Regions from separate parts of the Salmo salar genome. Here regions 1 and 2 are each linked to region 3. The links are chromatin contacts, called in public Hi-C maps. All regions are on one chromosome and are shown on one strand. Each heading gives the region's core, a stretch centred on a gene start, on an enhancer-like site or on the middle of the called end of the contact. The rest is flanking DNA. Distances are from core to core; before and after follow the strand shown.

Region 1 (3,611 bases), core at 517-3,016, 170 kb after region 3:
ACCAACTACAAATAGACATGAGTCATTACCCTATCAGGTTTCTCTGAAATGTGGCACCAACGTCCAGGGAATTTTGCCACTGCATTATAACAGGGGGAAACGGCTGGATTTCAAATCTATCGTACTAATCTTATGGGAATTTGCCTCATGACATGTTTTCTTTTTTTCTTCAACATTTTCATAAGATATTATTCATCATTACAAAAACGGATAATCATGACATCATACATTAAAGTTCCCAACAACATTGTGAGAGGCAGTGGCTTTCAAGTCCCTATTTAGTTGAACAGACTTTATCAACTTACTTCTATGAAGAGTTCGATGACTAATAATCGCTGAAGAGGAATACATACATAGTTGTGATTTTGTTTGTTATAGCCTCTCAGTGCAGAGAACATTTGGCAGGGACCAAAGGGGAGTGTAAGATTGCCAACGCCATGGAGGGTCCATGAAAGACGTGTGAACTGTCAATAACTATAACAGCCAGCACTCTGAGGGAACTATCAGCCTAGGAAGGGCACGTCCCCTTGCACAACTACTTCAAAGCTCTATAAAATGTACAAACCAAGGGGGAAAAAAAATCCATCCATGCATGCACAATCCACAGCCACCTTGCAGGTTGCAGAGGTAGAATTTTGCAAGTTCAACCACCAGTCAATTCGATCACAGAACGTTAGATGCCGAAGTGGGCGACTATTGCAAACGTCTGCAGGGAGAATCCTTTCTAAAAGCCAGAGCTACACAGAAACATTGGATCAGCATGAATAATCTACAGCTACTTTGTTTCAATCTTGATGCCTGAGATGCGCGTTTTGTGCAATCATCTGATTCATAATGTCAACGCTGTGTTTATACAATGGGAAATATACCAAATATCACTCTGCAAGCGCAGGCTGAGGAATATAAAAACGCCCGTCTTGGCGGCCTTTAGAATGATGTATTTATCAACATAACCTTCTCAATGTAAGCAAAAGCTGAAAGGAAAATGCGTGACAAAGGTAGAGGGTCTGACGGTACCACCCGGTGAAAACTCTATCCTATTCTTCACGGTCGAAGGATAACAACATGCCAATATCAAACACCAACACCAGCAGCTTATTTCCAAACACACAAACGCAAGTGAACGCTACACGATATCAGACCGATATTTTGTGTAGGCTCGGGTCTCCTATAGCAGACGAGATCTTCCAAATCGCCTCAACCCACCCCCGCCGCGTGGTGCGTTATAGCGGCTACCTTACCTTTGGAATTGCTGAATGCCGTGTACCAGGAGAGCGAAATGAGTCCGCATAGACCAAACAATACGACCGTTAGGAAGGTGCCATTTCGGAGCCTCATCTCCGGATCCCCGGGCTCATGTCCGAACCGAGTGCGGGGTATCTGGGCTCTCTCTGCTCGTTTGCGGTGCTTCCAGGAGATAAATGCCTCTTTACGCCTGGCAGTCGGAGCGGAGGACTGAGTTTGTTATTGCGCGGCGCTCTGCTCTCGGGTAGACTACTCAGTCGCACAAGCATGCAGTGCTCACCAGGAAGGGTTGCCAGAAAAGGGGGGATATTTTTTCTCTCTCTCCTCGAGTCAGAGCGGAGTGGTTAAAGAGATGCCATACAGCGTTGCGAGTGGGCGTTGGGAAATGTGAAAGGCAGCAGCTCCAGGTTGATGCTCATGTTCATATTACGCTCATTTAATTTAATGACGTAGGCCTAAGTGCCCGATGTAGTCTACAAGTGCTTCTTCATCCATTCGGATACTGAGCCCGGTATGCAAGTGGATCGCAAGTGCAGCACCAAGAGGCAAGAATGAAATAGCCATAACTCACTTGGCTGAAACATTTGACAGCGCTTTAAATTGAATTTGACTTCTGCTATAACGTGGAAAGGCAAACCATGTGCCCAAATCCATATGGGTTATTTAGCCTACCTAGAAGCGGGCTGTCAATTAAACACTTTTTCGTTGACTAATAAACCTAATTCAAATCTGGGGCCCGAATGAGCAGTGCATTTCTCTCCACATCTGGCCGGAACACACCTGTTTTATAGGCTGCACTAATTCGCCAAATTAACAAACCGTTGCGCAAACTGTTTACAATTGTCAGTCACTCTGCAAACAAGCTGCAAACATACTCACTACTACTGTCGAACTGAAAAACAATAAACAGGTAGTCAGTCTATCTTACAAAAAATATTTTTTTTCTTAAAGAAAACATTTTTCAAACTATTTTTTACATTTTTTTATTTAACTAGGCAAGTCAGATATGAACAAATTCTTATTTTCAATGACGGTGGGTTAACTGCCTTGTTCAGGGGCAGAACGACAGATGTTTACCTTGTCAGCTTTCGGTTACTAGTCCAACGCTCTAACCGCTAGGCTACCTGCCGTCCCTATCCAACAAGACACTTTCTTGTCAGTCAACATGTTTTTGTTTTGATAAATGCTCCATAAAATAAATCATAATACAGGAATAATGTCAGCAAATGAAATTATGTCCATAGAGGTTATTCCAATGAAAATGACCCCGTGTGGCTGTTGGTAGACCGTGGAGCTTGCAACACCAATGTTGTGGTTGAGATTAACCCAGGGGACCAGTACGGAATATGTATGCACTAACTACTACGTACTGTAAATCGCTCTGGATAAGAGCGTCTCCTAAATGAATAAAATGTAAGTGACAGACAATACCATTCTTAACATAAATCATTTGCCAGGAAAAGAAGGCAAAACTACAACAAGATGTGCAGGAACTTCTCAGCAATATCTTCCAGGGAGGCAGGTCCCTCCCTGCCTTGCACCATGTAGTAGACTAGGCACATGGTTGGTGGAGAAATGCTATCACCTAGCGGTGAAAGAAAAATTTAACACATAGCTCATTTACTACTTTACGAGCGTCTTGGTTTTGACTAGACGGATTACATTTTTTGTCTGATTTGGTTTGGAGAATTTACGCAGAAGGTTAGAGTAATTAACGTAGCAGGTTAGGAGAATCCTTTATAGCCATGACCGTGCGCCTTTTCCCTACCATTATTGCTCAGGTGACAATTACTCATCATATCAATAAGGTAACCATGGGATAAACTTAAATTAGCCTATGAACATGGTCATTCAAGCCTTATGGCAACAATGATAGATTAATTGGACACGGAGTGACAACAATAATTTATAAAAGCACAACAAAAAATACAGCCAGTCATAATCCAGAGACTTGATGGTTGAGATCCACGAATTATTATGACAACATAGTAATACGCCCACAAACAAATTTGATCTCGTTTCTAAAACCAATCTGTTTCTAGAAGCATCTTGCGCGTTCTACGGATTACCAAACTCACCAGGGAAAAAAATATACTGTTTGATAAAGTGGTCATGGGACCTATGCGTCAGAATCAGGTGACGGAGCACCACTAAGAGGCAGCAAAGGAGGATGAGACGAAAAGTAACGCTATTTCACACAGTTTTCATCAGACGCTTCACTTTGGTTGCATATTTTCTGATTAAGGTTGCATCGAACATTGCCTAATGCAATGTATCACCTCGAAGGTGTAATGATCAAATTTCATAATTTCTAAATTGTAAAATAATAGTGAAGTCATCAAAACTATGAAATAACACATATGGAA
Region 2 (3,515 bases), core at 359-2,858, 250 kb after region 3:
AGGCTTCAATAAACTTATCAAACTGAAGAAACACCCCCAGCTTTACCACTGATAGGCCACACACACACAGACAGACACACACAATAAATAAACAGGTTCATGAGTTGTTGTTCACTATGTTAAATATTATTGTTAATTAATACTGACATTCATATTACCTTTTATTAAACTGGTTAAAAACGTACACCTTTAAAAAAAAAAAACCTTAATGTTGTGAAACTATTCACATGGTAATTGATGATTAAGAATTCCTAATTATTGCTGTTTTTTCTATTTTAAAAACTGTTATGTGTTACTGTTCATTAACAAAATGGAATTATCAACAGTCCATAATACTGGGTCGCGACTCAATTGTCATTGTCAAATGTGGGTCCCCAAGCAAAACCAGTTGTGAACCCTCCTTTAAACAATGTACGTGCTGATTGCTAGGCATTCAAATAAGATTATTTATTGATACATTGTGGCCACTACAGGACTTGATTGTAAACGACTCTTGGCGGAATGCAATTGCTTGACTGCCATAATGGTCAGTACAGTAGGTACCATAACGTTGGCTGCCATCAGGCGATAAAACCCACAGAAGAACAATAGTCGAAGGCGACAACGGTAGACAGTGTCCTTTAGCAGGTGGGAGCGAAGGACTAACGTTAGTTTGCTTGTTATTGGGGACTCCGATACACAATAGGCGGGAGCGACACCTTGTGCTCACACGGTTGGCTAGCACGATTTTGCCCCCGCCTGCTCTGTACCAGAGGAACTAGAGGGAGCGACGCAGGTAGACAGTGGCCTTCGCCCCCCTGCCGGTCGGTGCACTGTTTTACGGCAGTTCCGTTGATGAGAGCAGGTTTTCGTTCATGCAGGAACCAATGGGATGTTCGGGTGATGGGGGCGTTCAAGAAGGAACTAATTGTATGCTGGAGGGGTTGTTCCTAAAATGCAGAAATACCTATACGCAAGAACGCCCCGAATTAAGCTCCGCAATCAAACAGTATTGGGTTGGTTAGGCTGACAGTTTACTGTTTAGTGGTGCATGTAGGAAAATGCACATACTTCCAGCAAATAAAACCTATCAACGATGTTAGTTAGTAGTAGCTGCAGACGAAGAAAAAACAACGCGCTAGCTTGGTTAGCCAGCTCCGCTTTACAAGTCAACATCAACAGCTAGCCTGCGCGCTAGCTACCTTGCTAACACACCAAGCTTTCTAGATAACGTTAGCTAAAGCCATCATTACATTAGCCAACACAAATTTCAAAAATCAGAAACATGAGAGCAATTGTAAACCAAATAATGTTATTGTATAGTTACCAGTGATGCCCCCTCCTTTGCCATGGCCCTTTCTCCTCTGGAGAATGAAGAAGGGGTTCGCCCTTTCGCTCACCCACAGAGCGTTGGCAAGCAACACCTCCCCTGGAGTTATCCACATTTTGAATAAGCTTTTTCCAAATTACACACTTATTATTGGATATTATGGTGCAAAGTGTACGGTAAGCGACTTTACACAAACATGTTTTGCAGACGTGTTCCCTGCAGTTTTGAGTTCATGTCCGTCTGTGCAGCTGGTTGCTCTGCTGGTGTCTACTCGGAAACGGTTTCCACTAGTTACCACAGCCACAAAGTCAAATGTCTGTATCGTAAAAATTGATGAAAACAAAACGTTAACTTTTTGGTATTGATTTAACGTTAGGGTTAGCAGTGGTGTGGTTAAGGTTAGGTTTAACATTCATAATTATAGAAATAGCCTGGGTTCATTACTTTGTGGCTGGGATAACTAGTGACAACCCTTGAAACTGGTCGCTTTCTACTTTTACGTAAACACGTCCACTGTACGTTCATATCATAGTGTATATTGCGTCGCTGCTTGGCTCACTGTATTAATTTAACCTATTTAATCCCATCAGTCACAATAGTGACCGTAAAAAACGTTTTCAGTTATAAGGCTCTAAACATTTTACTGAATGATGTGTCAATGCATTCCCACCAAGTATTGAAATAATAAAGGGTCTCAATGAAATATATGCAGTGTCAAACGTTTAGTGTAAATTGTCACATGACAAGAGCTGTTCACTTCCTGGTTGCACCATGAGAAGAGAATGGCTGCATCAAAGCTCCCAAACAAAAGGTTAGTAAAGTATGTTAACATGAAGATGGGGCAAAGATAATTGGTACACATCATATTTAAGGTGTCTAGTATTGATATATGCATTTGCAATTACTCAACTTTGTTCAGTGTTGTCATAGAATGTGTAAACATATTGACGGCAACAATAGTGACCTGTGGGATAACAGTGCATCTTGGTATACACATACATAGTTCTTGTTCTACCTAACTTTCTACTCTGTTCTTTCTTTTAGTTTCACTTTGAGTCAAGTTCTGGATATGTTGGATCTAGGTGACTGCCCAGACAAGGCACGCAAACATTGCAGTTATCCCTCATAATGAGAAAGATGCTGTCCTCAGTGATTGTGGTAGCGATGGGTCAGATATGGACAGGCCATTTGCCAGCCAGGCTGTTGAATGCTGATCCTATACAAACATATCATGACAGGAACAACGTTATCAGTGATGACGTCCCCCCCCATTGTTGATAATGAAGAGCCAAGATCCTCTACCCGCCCGGGAGTCCAGTCAGAAGAGCCAAGGGAAAAGCTGTGGGTGGTCAAAAATAAAGATTGAGAGTTAAAACGATCGAAGAGGTCTGCCACCGATGTGATTCCAAACTGCATAGTATACAGCCCAAATATGCAAAAGTTTGGCACGAAACCACTGAGCCACGGAAGGAGATCTTTACTGGCTGCTACTGTTGAAGATCAGGCAAGATATGACAAAGCTTCTCACTGGCCCATCAACACAATGCTCCAGTTCCAGAGATGTCGTCATTGTGACAAACACACTACCTATGCCTGTGAGAAATGCAAAGCGCCACTGCAAATTGAGTGCTTCAAGATATACCATGGACAGTAGAAAAGGAGATAAGAGTGAATGAATAAGGGCTGAAAAAGAAAGTCGATAAAGGGTGAGGAGAAGCAGTACAACAGACTCTAGGAAGAAAAGTCAAAGGCAATCAAAATGACTGAAATGTTTTTGGAAAAGGTCAATTGATTCAAGACATACTGTGTGACAGTAGGTCTGACTGATCGTAGTTCAAAATAGTGATACACAAACTAATCGTGCACTTGGTTCTGAAGCCTACCTCTATGATATATATATTATATTATTTTGTTCAGTGTAGGCCTCTACTTGAATGCATATTCTACAGGCTACCTCTATCCTAAATGTTACCTTTATGTTCAGTGGGAATTAATCACACGACTGCTATACAGTTGTTAGTGAATGTTGCACTAAAATGTTACAATGAATATTGCACTAAAGTACAAGTTCAAATGTTAAAGTTAAAATATTAATGTTTCAATACATGTTGCACTAAAGTAACAATTTATGTTACAATAAAGTAACAATGTTGAAATACGTTGATGGTTGTTGTTTTGTCTTTGCTCTCAGTATTCATATCGGTGT
Region 3 (3,993 bases), core at 786-3,285:
CCAACTCTGTGCTATGAAGCCCTGTCTAGGTCATACTGTAGAGATCTGAGTAGGGGTGTGCCCTGGGCCTTCACCATCTCAAAAAAGATAATGCAAGACGTAAGAAGATTATATAAAAGCTAATATATTTTAAAGCATGTGTATCAGCCTATTGTGCCATTCAACGTTAGTTACTAAATTGTCATCAAGAGTGGAATTAAAACACAATTATCTTCTTAATGTCTAATCTTAAAATGTAACCGCTCTGTGTTAAATATTACCCACCAGAGAACTGAGAAGTTATTATTTAACAAGGTTAAACAACAAAATGTCCAACTTCCTACAGCCATTCAGATAAATTATTTATATTCATCCCTAGAATACCAATTACATTTCTCACAATAGCTATCTAGAAACGTGTGAACCATTCAATAAGACACCAATTCTAGCTTTGGAAAACATTGGGAGTCTGTATTGGTTGGACTCCCTGAGTTCTGCATCCTTCTGGTGGGTGGCGACGGAAAATAACCCTACCACAATATAGCCGGTTCACCCCCAAAAAACATTTCCTGTCAATAAAGGCATACGTATAATCTCTAGGAACTCGATTTACCAGATATAAAGTGATGTGTCCCTCGCTATCAAATAAGCGCCCGAATCCAATTGTTCTCCGAACTGCCCCATATTCCTGCAATTAGACCAAGCAGTTCGGACAAAAGTTGGATTCAGACATTTATTTGATAGTGAGGTTAACATCTCACTTTACATCTGGTAAATTGAGTTCCTAGAAATTATACATATGCCTTGGTGGCAGAAAAAAAAGCTGTGAAGCTGGCTATGTTGTGATATGGTTATTTTCTGTCACCAGCCACCAGATCGATGCACAACTCAGGGAGTCCAACCAATACAAAGACTTCTGATGTGTCCCAAAGCTAACCAATTCCGTTAGATAAGCAAACTGTAAAAGCCACATTTCCAAGAGGGCGCTGTATGACCTCTATCTAGCCGTTGCACTTTCTGGTTTCATTCAGTGGCGGAAGTGGGTTTGCAAAACTGGTCAGACTTCTAAGTGCTTTGCCAGTAATACCCGTTTCCATGGTAGAACAGGGGTAACAAGGTTTTCCTATAAAACGTAGCAATTCCTACAAGCAGGCTTCATGTAGCTCCTAAGGGAAATTATTTCACATAAGAATATTATCTGTAGCTAGCTATAGTACTCATCTTGATAACCTCCCCTTTGAAGGGAGTATGCTAATGTAACCCACTATATCCAACACAGGAAACGCGATTACAATGACCACACGAAAAAGGACATAACTACATAAATAGGGCACTTGTGTACGAGATTTCAATTGATTTCGCACCATGACACATACTGCTGCATCATCATCATCATCACCACGTTTTACTGATTTCTAGCGTTAGTTAAACTACAATATAGTTTTACAATAACGTTCCGACATTTTCACAAAGAGGCAATATTTGTCAATTTTCTTTGCTTTAACTCGAGGCTGGTATTGCTTGCTATCCACGTTCGATGCCTCCCATATAGCCAAGTTAGCTAACGTTAGCTTGCCCAACTTGTCTTACACAAAATGTCGGCAAAATGAACACACGAGCAAAGTGTGCAACTGACAGTGTTACATGACAATAAACGGAACAATGACATTAATTTGTTATCTTAATCGCTAACTAGCCTAAATTAGCTTGCTAGCTGGCCGTCAGCTAGCCAGTCTATGCTAAGACCACGCATGGGTTCGTGGTCTTATTCAGTAAGATACATGTATTGCAATTAAACGATACTGGCCTGTATGCAATCAGGTGAACATCCTATGTCAATTTAGACTGAAATTATAATTTAGCGACTTATGTTTGTAAGAAGTGATAGTTATTCGTCATTACTTACCTCCTGATTCCGATGTGACCACTTGGAACTACAGCCGGATCACGTGTGGCTTTGGGGCATGCATACTGGATTAGTAGCTCCACCTTCTCCACTTGCTGATTGGTTGCTAACCTGAAAACGTTGATATTTTCCGGGAATTATAGGAATTTGATTGCTTGTACTGCACGCTCATCACAATGAATGGTCTCCGCCCCCAATCTCAACCTCGTGGACGGCGATGATTTGTCCAGCTCTAAGAGGAAATGCATGCTGATTGGTTATAGTCAGACAAGGCTCAAATATAAATTTGCAGCAGCGAAAATGATTGATGATTATTGTAGTTTATCATCAATGAATGATTTATGTACTTTGTGAAGTTCGAATAAAATAGTAAAACTCTTTACAAATTAATTTATCAACTAAAGCGCCGATGTGATCATTCTGAATGTGAGGCTTATTGAATATGGTGTAGGCTTATTCAATAATGTACAATATAATTAAATCCCTGTTGATGGATGCATTAATTTGGATACAGTTCTTTTTTTCTGATCATAAACAACAACAAATGCTAATTGCATGCCCCCATCCTGGCCAAATTTGGGCGTGTTTGAACCCCATAATAATGGACTGGATTTATGTAGTGTTTTTACATGTGCTCAAAGCACTTTATATTGTATGGATGATGTTTGAAAATGAATGCTGTATTCTATACATCCTGTTTTCTGAAGTGCCTTGACTGCATGCTGCTAAATGAAAATATCAAATAGCCTACCCTACAATATTATCACAAAACATTATGGCCTAGAGATGCATTCAATCCGACCTGCGGAAGGAACGGTTATAGAGCAATGGACATTTATAAAGGTAATTTCCGATTGTGCCGACAGAGTTTATGCAGCGTTTACAGTGAATGTGGACATTGGCTTTCAAAGTTGCATTGCAGAAAACGGGCACTCCAATTCTATCTAGCCCAATGTCATAGGTACACATAGGCCTACTCACTTGCATCCTACCGAGCACCAAAGCCTATGGTGTCAAAATATCAATGGGACTTTGCAGTCACATGGTCCATTCATGAAATATGCAAGGAATGTGACCCATGTACATGTGATTTGGTAGCAGAAAAGTAGCGTAGCCTACCTTTCACAAAAGCAGACTAATTCACACGAGATTACTCAGATGTGCATTGAATTGACCAGAGCAAATAACTTGAAACAAAAACAAACCCACGTCAATTGAAATTCCATCTTTATTACAATTCACAGAATGGATAGATAACATCATTAAATATAGTTGATCTAAATGATACAAAATACAACATATAATAGCAATGCATTCCAGTGCACCTTAGAAGAAAAGAAAACTCTTTCTCCTTCTTAGCTCATTGGGTACAGTTCAGATTTTTTTTTATCCATAGCCCTACGTCGACTTAATGCACCCACGCACCTGCTACTGTATAGTGGCCATACCGATAGCATCGAAGGGGCTCCTAAAACAGCTTGTTTACTGGAGTGCACACCCCAATAAATGGAAAACAAGTTTAGGTCTGTTGTTGCTGAGAAACTGTGTTAACATTGAGCAGAATCAGAATCAATGTTGCATTCTGTATTCGATAGAAAAGCGGCCTCGCTTCTGATTTAAGTCCCCAAGTTTAATTTTGCTTTCAGTACACTTGTATTGGCTGAAATCCCATACTCTTGTTCTGTGCCGACAACTCTTTAGATTTCGATCAAGGGCTTTCAATGGTTTTTCAGTTGGGCTCTGATAAAGGAATGTTTTTTTGATCCAAGTATGCAAAAGCAAATGAATGTGTCCCTTAAACTGCAAAATACTTTGCATCTAGCAATACATAGAACTTGAGTTTGGCCCTTGCCGTCGCAGAGCCTATTTGGAAGATGTATAAGTCTGGTGTCAGGACAATTACAGTACTTTAATAAATTCCACCTTCAATTCATTATAGTAGTAGTGCAGAACATGTGGAACGAGAGGGGTTGTCATATTGGACAGTTTCACTCTCTCATGAGACCTCACTTGAGGGGAAGAGAGGGGTTCTTCCTTGACTTCTTCGCGATCATTATGAGAAACATAGATTCCACTGAGAAGTAAAGATGATTCTTCATGCATTGATT

The links. Hi-C and Micro-C count contacts between places; a contact is called where the count stands out from the background.
Region 1: a Hi-C map of gill shows a contact between it and region 3, with 11 times the contacts expected there. The contact joins the promoter of LOC106604568 here to the promoter of LOC106604570 in region 3. A contact is called at or near these places in 3 of 3 Hi-C or Micro-C datasets (blood, gill and muscle).
Region 2: a contact with region 3 is called in a Hi-C map of gill, with 2.7 times the contacts expected there. The contact joins the promoter of LOC106604567 here to the promoter of LOC106604570 in region 3. A contact is called at or near these places in 2 of 3 Hi-C or Micro-C datasets (gill and muscle).

The regions. Positions count from the first base shown.
Region 1 is chrssa05:29,682,528-29,686,138 of Ssal_v3.1, reverse strand. It overlaps LOC106604568 (alpha-1,3-mannosyl-glycoprotein 4-beta-N-acetylglucosaminyltransferase B), which reads right to left and starts at 1,766. Exons shown (of 15, transcript XM_045718039.1): 1 at 1,242-1,766. The coding sequence starts at 1,338.
Region 2 is chrssa05:29,600,326-29,603,840 of Ssal_v3.1, reverse strand. LOC106604567 (TBC1 domain family member 9B) reads right to left here and starts at 1,608. Exons shown (of 21, transcript XM_045718038.1): 1 at 1,307-1,608. The coding sequence starts at 1,330. LOC123743088 (a long non-coding RNA gene) reads left to right here and starts at 1,593. Exons shown (of 2, transcript XR_006769848.1): 1 at 1,593-2,120; 2 at 2,354-3,471.
Region 3 is chrssa05:29,853,853-29,857,845 of Ssal_v3.1, reverse strand. It overlaps LOC106604570 (calnexin), which reads right to left and starts at 2,035. Exons shown (of 14, transcript XM_014199339.2): 1 at 1,886-2,035. LOC106604568 (alpha-1,3-mannosyl-glycoprotein 4-beta-N-acetylglucosaminyltransferase B) reads right to left here. Exons shown (of 15, transcript XM_045718039.1): 15 at 3,096-3,993.